2 separate regions of the Mus musculus genome follow, and region 2 is linked to region 1. A link is a contact called in public promoter capture Hi-C data. All regions are on one chromosome and are shown on one strand. The core of a region is the stretch at or near the end of the contact, and the rest is flanking DNA. Distances in the headings are between cores, read along the strand shown. Region 1 has its middle 42 kb from the start of Oscar. Region 2 holds the start of Tnnt1 (troponin T1, skeletal, slow).

The links. Promoter capture Hi-C pulls out the DNA fragments that hold promoters and counts their contacts.
Region 2: a promoter capture Hi-C map of stem cell-derived epiblast-like cells shows a contact between it and region 1, with 10 times the contacts expected there. The contact joins the promoter of Tnnt1 here to the enhancer-like site in region 1. A contact is called at or near these places in 11 of 39 promoter capture datasets (the 3T3-L1 cell line, 3T3-L1-derived adipocytes, the C10 cell line and 6 more), 4 of 115 datasets of contacts at active chromatin or transcription factors (bone marrow-derived macrophages, embryonic stem cells and trophoblast stem cells) and 2 of 9 other capture datasets (adipose tissue and liver).

Annotation. Positions count from the first base shown.
Region 1 is chr7:3,573,037-3,575,736 of GRCm38.p6, forward strand. No RefSeq gene overlaps it. Among named protein-coding and RNA genes, the nearest start is that of Oscar, 42 kb to the right of the region's middle. Within about 2 kb of position 1,380, at least 20 of the 459 cell types and tissues checked have an H3K27ac peak or open chromatin away from gene starts, as enhancers often do. A contact at or near this core is called in stem cell-derived epiblast-like cells and trophoblast stem cells, where this site is marked.
Region 2 is chr7:4,514,506-4,517,358 of GRCm38.p6, forward strand. Tnnt1 (troponin T1, skeletal, slow) reads right to left here and starts at 1,470. Exons shown (of 14, transcript NM_001277903.1): 1 at 1,426-1,470.

The DNA of each region.
Region 1 (2,700 bases), core at 130-2,629:
TGGCTGCCTGAGGCCAGGTGGTGGGCAGCCTCTGATGGTGAGGCAGTTTCTGATTGGCTGCCTGAGGCCAGGTGGTGGGCAGCCTCTGATGGTGAGGCAGTTTCTGATTGGCTGCCTGAGGCCAGGTGGTGGGCAGCCTCTGATGGTGAGGCAGTTTCTGATTGGCTGCCTGAGGCCAGGTGGTGGGCAGCCTCTGATGGTGAGGCAGTTTCTGATTGGCTGCCTGAGGCCAGGTGGTGGGCAGCCTCTGATGGTGAGGCAGTTTCTGATTGGCTGCCTGAGGCCTAGGGTTTTTCCAATAACTGACTTGCCTGGATTTGTCTAGTTCTGGGAAACAAATGTTTAGGTCTAGTCTCCTGACCTACCAGATTGAAGACTGCCATGGAGTCAGCGTCTGAGTGATCCCATGGGTAGTGCCACCCACTGAGCTGTTGGTCCTGGGTTCTATAAGAAAGCGGGCTGAGGAAGTCATGAGGAGCAAGCCAGTAAGCTTCTCCTGCCTCCAGGTTCTGCCTGGTCTCAGTACTGCCTTGGCGCCCCTCAGTGAGCTATGACTCTAGAAATGTAAACCATATAAACTCTTTCCTCCTGGGGTGCTTTTGCTCTGGTATCGCATCACAACGGCAGTAACCCCAAGACACCCACTGAGTCCAGTCCGTGCTAATTGTTGGAATGTTGAGTAATCCTGCAGGCTTGATTTTGTCTAATAGCCACAGCTGCAATGAGTTCACGGCAATGTCACATCCTGAAGGTTGTACCATGCCCATCTGTCCTCAGACTCTGGCGTTCTATCTATCCTATCTGGTGTTCCTCAAGCCTTGGTTGGGGCGGGAGTGATATAAATGTCCCATCTAGGGTGCTCAATAGTCATTTATTCTCAGCATCTTTACATTCATCGCTGACTACTGTGGAGAAGTTTCCCTCGCACTATTGAGTATAGCTCTATTAAATATGAACATCAGAAAGGCAGTTTAATAATATGCCCATGGGATCCCTTTCTTACTTCAGCCTAGATTTGTTTGTTCGTTTGTTTTTCAAGACAGATTTTCTCTGTGTAGTCCTGGCTATCCTGAAACTGGCTCTGTATAGGCCAGGTTAGCCTGGAACTCAGAGATCTGTCTGTCTTCCTGAGCACTGAGGTTAAAGGCCTGTTCCACCACCAGCCAGTTTATAATAAATCTATTAACCCTCTCTCAACCTAGAAGAATACTGGAGCTTTTCTTTAAAAGTATATTGGTCAAGAGAAAATTTTAGGTTCTTCTCTGGGAGAAAGGAGACGAATGATTCACAATGAGACGAGGGGGACTGTAACTGACTGTATTCCAGACAGTACAAACCGGTCTCCCTTCCAACCCCAGCTTCAGAAGTGCAGCAACAGTGCCACCTCCCTGCAGGAGACAACAGGAACCTCAAAGGAAGAGATTCAGACTGTTATCAACCTTTGCTCCTATCCCCTGGAGGAACCAGCCGTCACCTAACACAATCCCAATCCAAGTTCCTGTAATGTGTGACACAAATTTTATGATTTTTTTTTTAACTGCAAATTGACAACCAGAGGATATCGTGATAATGGTCAGAAGTCTCTACTAAGAAAGTGAGAAGCGGGTGCTGGAGAGATGGCTCAGTGGTTAAGAGCACTGGCTGCTGTTGCAGAGGACCCAGATTCAGTCAACAGCCCCTACTGCTAACAGCCTCCATAACTCAGGTTCCGGGAATCAGAGGCTCTTTTCTGACCTTGGGCACAAGGCACACATGTGATGAACAGAAAGTGGGGACTGCAGTCATCAACTCACAGCAGCTATGGTTACCTACCCAAGACCAAGCCAGTCAAATCTCAAGAATGTATAGGGGAGGAGTTGAGGTCCTGCCTCTAACCATGGAACTATTTATTAGCAGTTTATAGTCGCTGGGGAAAAGGAGAATTGTTCTTTTTTATATTTTGTAAGATTTGTTTAGCCAGGCCTTGGTGGCAACGTGCCTTTTATCCCAACACTCAGGAGGCAAAGGCAGGTGGATATCTGTCAGTTCGAGGCTGGCCTGGTCTACAGAGTATGTTCCAGGATAGCTAGAACTACAGAGAAACCGTGTCTCAAAAAACAAAAAAACAAAACAGAAAAACAAAATGAAATGGCATTATTTTATTCTTGTGTATGAGTGTTTTGCCTTCATGTAGCTCATATGTGTGGCTGGTGCTCTGGGAGGTCAGAGGAGGGCTTTAGATCCCCTGTAACTGGAGTTGCAGATGATTGTAGGAGCAGAACCCTGGTCCTCTGCAAGAGCAACAAGTGCTCCACCACTGAGCCGTCTCTCCAGCCCTAGAGATTCATTCTTTTAGTGGGTATGGAGACTGGTAGATTGCTCATGCTTGCAGAAAGTTTTAATCCTCATCTGGGGTTTCTATTCCACCTTTGACCATTTAGTTCCTGGATAAAAGACGCACACCACCTTATATTTACAATAAGCCTTAATTGGCACTAGATCTGGGCAGTTATCTACCTTCTATGCTATTAAAATCTGGTTCCTATCGAAACCCTGAATTATTACTTACTCTGGTTCATCTGGGCCAGAGTAACTCCAATTTGCCAGCCTCAGGGCCATGCTTTCTTGACCCATGGTGTCTTTCCCTTTCTCCTCACCTTCTCCCCCTCATGGTTCTTCTCAGGCCCCTAGGCCCAGAAACCATAACCCCTGCCTATGTCT
Region 2 (2,853 bases), core at 220-2,719, 940 kb after region 1:
ATGGAGGCCAGGCCGCAGCCCCACAAGCAGGCGGCAGTAGGCCTCCTTCACCACAGCTGTTTTCTTTTGTCCTGGGACAGGTCCATGAGAACCTGATCCCTGGAGGGATTAGTAGATACTGGAAAAGGGACAGGATTTAAAGACAATAGCTGCCCCACTTCTAGTGCTATTTTGGGGGAATGTCACAGACAAAGAAACAGAGGACATTTCCCAATAAGGAGTTGGAGAAGTGGGGCTCCCCCCACCCCAGCCCCACTGCTCCCCTCCTACCACAGCCCTGATTCCTCCCATCCTGTCCCGCTTTCCCCTTCCCCCTACATTCCACAAAGGGATGGCTGTATCAAGAGCAGCTTCGTCCTGAGACCCTAAAGTCAGTGACCCCCTCATCCAAACTCTGCTGTTCTAGGCCTGAAAGCCCCCAGGTTGAGATCTTCAAAGCTCACTACCCACAGATTCTGAGATCCAGTCCTATGCCCCTGTTGTGTGAGACCAAGAAATCTTCGCATCTCTCGGTTGGGTGCCCAGTTCATACCAGCACATGAATTCTGGGCACTAACAGTCTCAGACCCTCAGGATTGGAAGAGGGTTGGAGGGTGGTGTTGAGACACGGTCTCATATAACCCAAACTAGCCTTAGACTCACTATGTAGCCAAGGATAACCTTGAATTCCTGATTCTTGTGCCTCCCAGAACATCAGAACAGTCTGCCCCCAGATATAAGATCCTCAAATACCTGACAACCAAACTCAGGGATCCCTTTTAGGACACCACGAATAACAGTGTCACTGTTCCTAATAGTTGGCTGTTTCTTTGTTTGTATTCCAAGACAGGACATTGTTGTTTCTCAGCTGGCCCTGAACTCAAAATCCTCTGCCTCAACCTCTTGAGCACTGGGACTTCTGGCCCTAAGCCCTCCCCAGTTCCCCGTACCTCATACTCTCCAAAGCTTAATTCACGGGGCACCTGCCCTTCCACAATTTCCCAGTCTCTGAACCGTTTTTGTTTGGTTTTGCTTTGGTTTGAGATGATATTATTATGTTGCCCTGACTAGTCAGAACTCTGTAAACCAGGCTAGACTTGAACTCATAGAGATCCACATGCCTCTGCCTTCAGAATGCTTCCTCCACAATGTTAAGAAGAGCAGCCCCAGATTATGTACCCCCCCCCCAGATTCTACCCCTCCACTTTTGCCACTCCAAGTCTTCCCAAAGGCTCAGGCTTAGCTGGGTTGCTGCTGCCTATAATCTCAACTCTCAGGAGGCAGAAGGATTGCAAACTCAAGGCCAGCCTGGGCTACCGAATGGGACTGTCTCAAAGAAGGAGGAAGAGGAGGAGGAGGAGGAAGGAAGAGAATATTCTGTCCCCACTGTCACACCTGGCCCCCATTCCCCAAAGACATCAGTGTTAAGAACTCAGAGACAGTTACCTAAGGCTGGGTCCACAGATGCTGTAGAGGGAGTCTGAGGCTTCTGAGGACAGTGACGCACCCCCTGGATTTATAGCTAGGTGCTGAGCCCCGCCCCAGGTTGGAGGAGGGGGCGAGGATTCCGATATTCAGACACCATCCCCCATGCTCAGAGCCCTGCCCTGCCCCCTCTGGCTCCATCCAGTTTGGGGGTCCAACACCTGTCATCGGCTTCAACATCCCTGTAGGATTTCCATCAGCAAACACCGTAGGGCTCAGGCTCCATCAGGCCACCCCTCAAACCCTCTTAGAGTACCCAACAATACCCAGTGCTTTGGAGTTCCCAAGACTGGAAACAGTACAGGAAAAGGAGGCTTAATGACCCAGGGGAATGTCTTAAGTGAGGTTCTATTTCTACCTCTGTGTGGCTTCTCTCAAACTTCTCTCATGGCCTCTGTCTCTGGCCTCCATCTGTATATTCTGTGTCCTTCCCCCCTCCCCACATGCCCCCCCCCCCGCTTCCTCCATCTCTCTCCTCTCTGTCTCTGTCCAAATGTCTCCCCCCTCCCTACCCCCACTCTTTTGTCCACCACCAGAATTCCACCGTGGTGACAACAGGCAGCTAAAGCTGGGAAGCAGGTGTGGGGAGGGGGGAGGGGATGAGATGTCAGACTGGAGAGCCCTCACTCTCCCAGCCCCTCCTCTTTCTAACCAACAGGAACATTTTTAGTATCCTCCCACCACCAACCCCCACTCCCAGTCAAGCCGTGACCTTGAACTCCAGGGAAGCTAGTGGTGGCAAGGCAAGCTTTCTCGCCCCCTCCATGCCTCCCTCCAGTGCAGTTCTGTTTCTGTGGGTGTTCTGGGCTTCTCTTCCCCTCTTGGGTTTGGACTCTTTGATCTTTCTCTCCTCTCTCTTCCCTCTCTCTCTCTCTCTGTGTATGTGTGTGTGTGCACACACATACACACACACACACATGTCCATTGTCTGTCATCTGGATTGCTGTGAAATTCTGCATAGCTTTTGGTTTTTGTTTGTTTGGGGAATGAGATAAAAGATTTGAAATGAAAGATGTTCCACATAGTAGGTCCCATGTAGCCCTCATTAGACTAGAACTCATTATGTAACTAAGTACAGCCTTGAATTTCTGATCCTCCAGCCACCACTTTCCAGTGGTGGGATTAACACGATCTCTCTGTGGTTTTGTCCGTGTGTTTCTGGCGGTCGGTGTGTCTGTATATTTCTCTAAGCTGTTTATCACTTGGGCTCTGCCCCTCTGTGTCTGGGCCATGTGTCTCTCTGTCTCTCTTTCTCAAGCCTTCTGCATGTCTTTGTGTCCTCTCTCTCTCTCTCTCTCTCTCTCTCTGGTTGGGTGGGTGGTTGGTTAGTTGGTTGGTTTTGGTTTGAGTTTAGTTTGGGGTTTTTTGAGACAGGATCTCACTATGGCC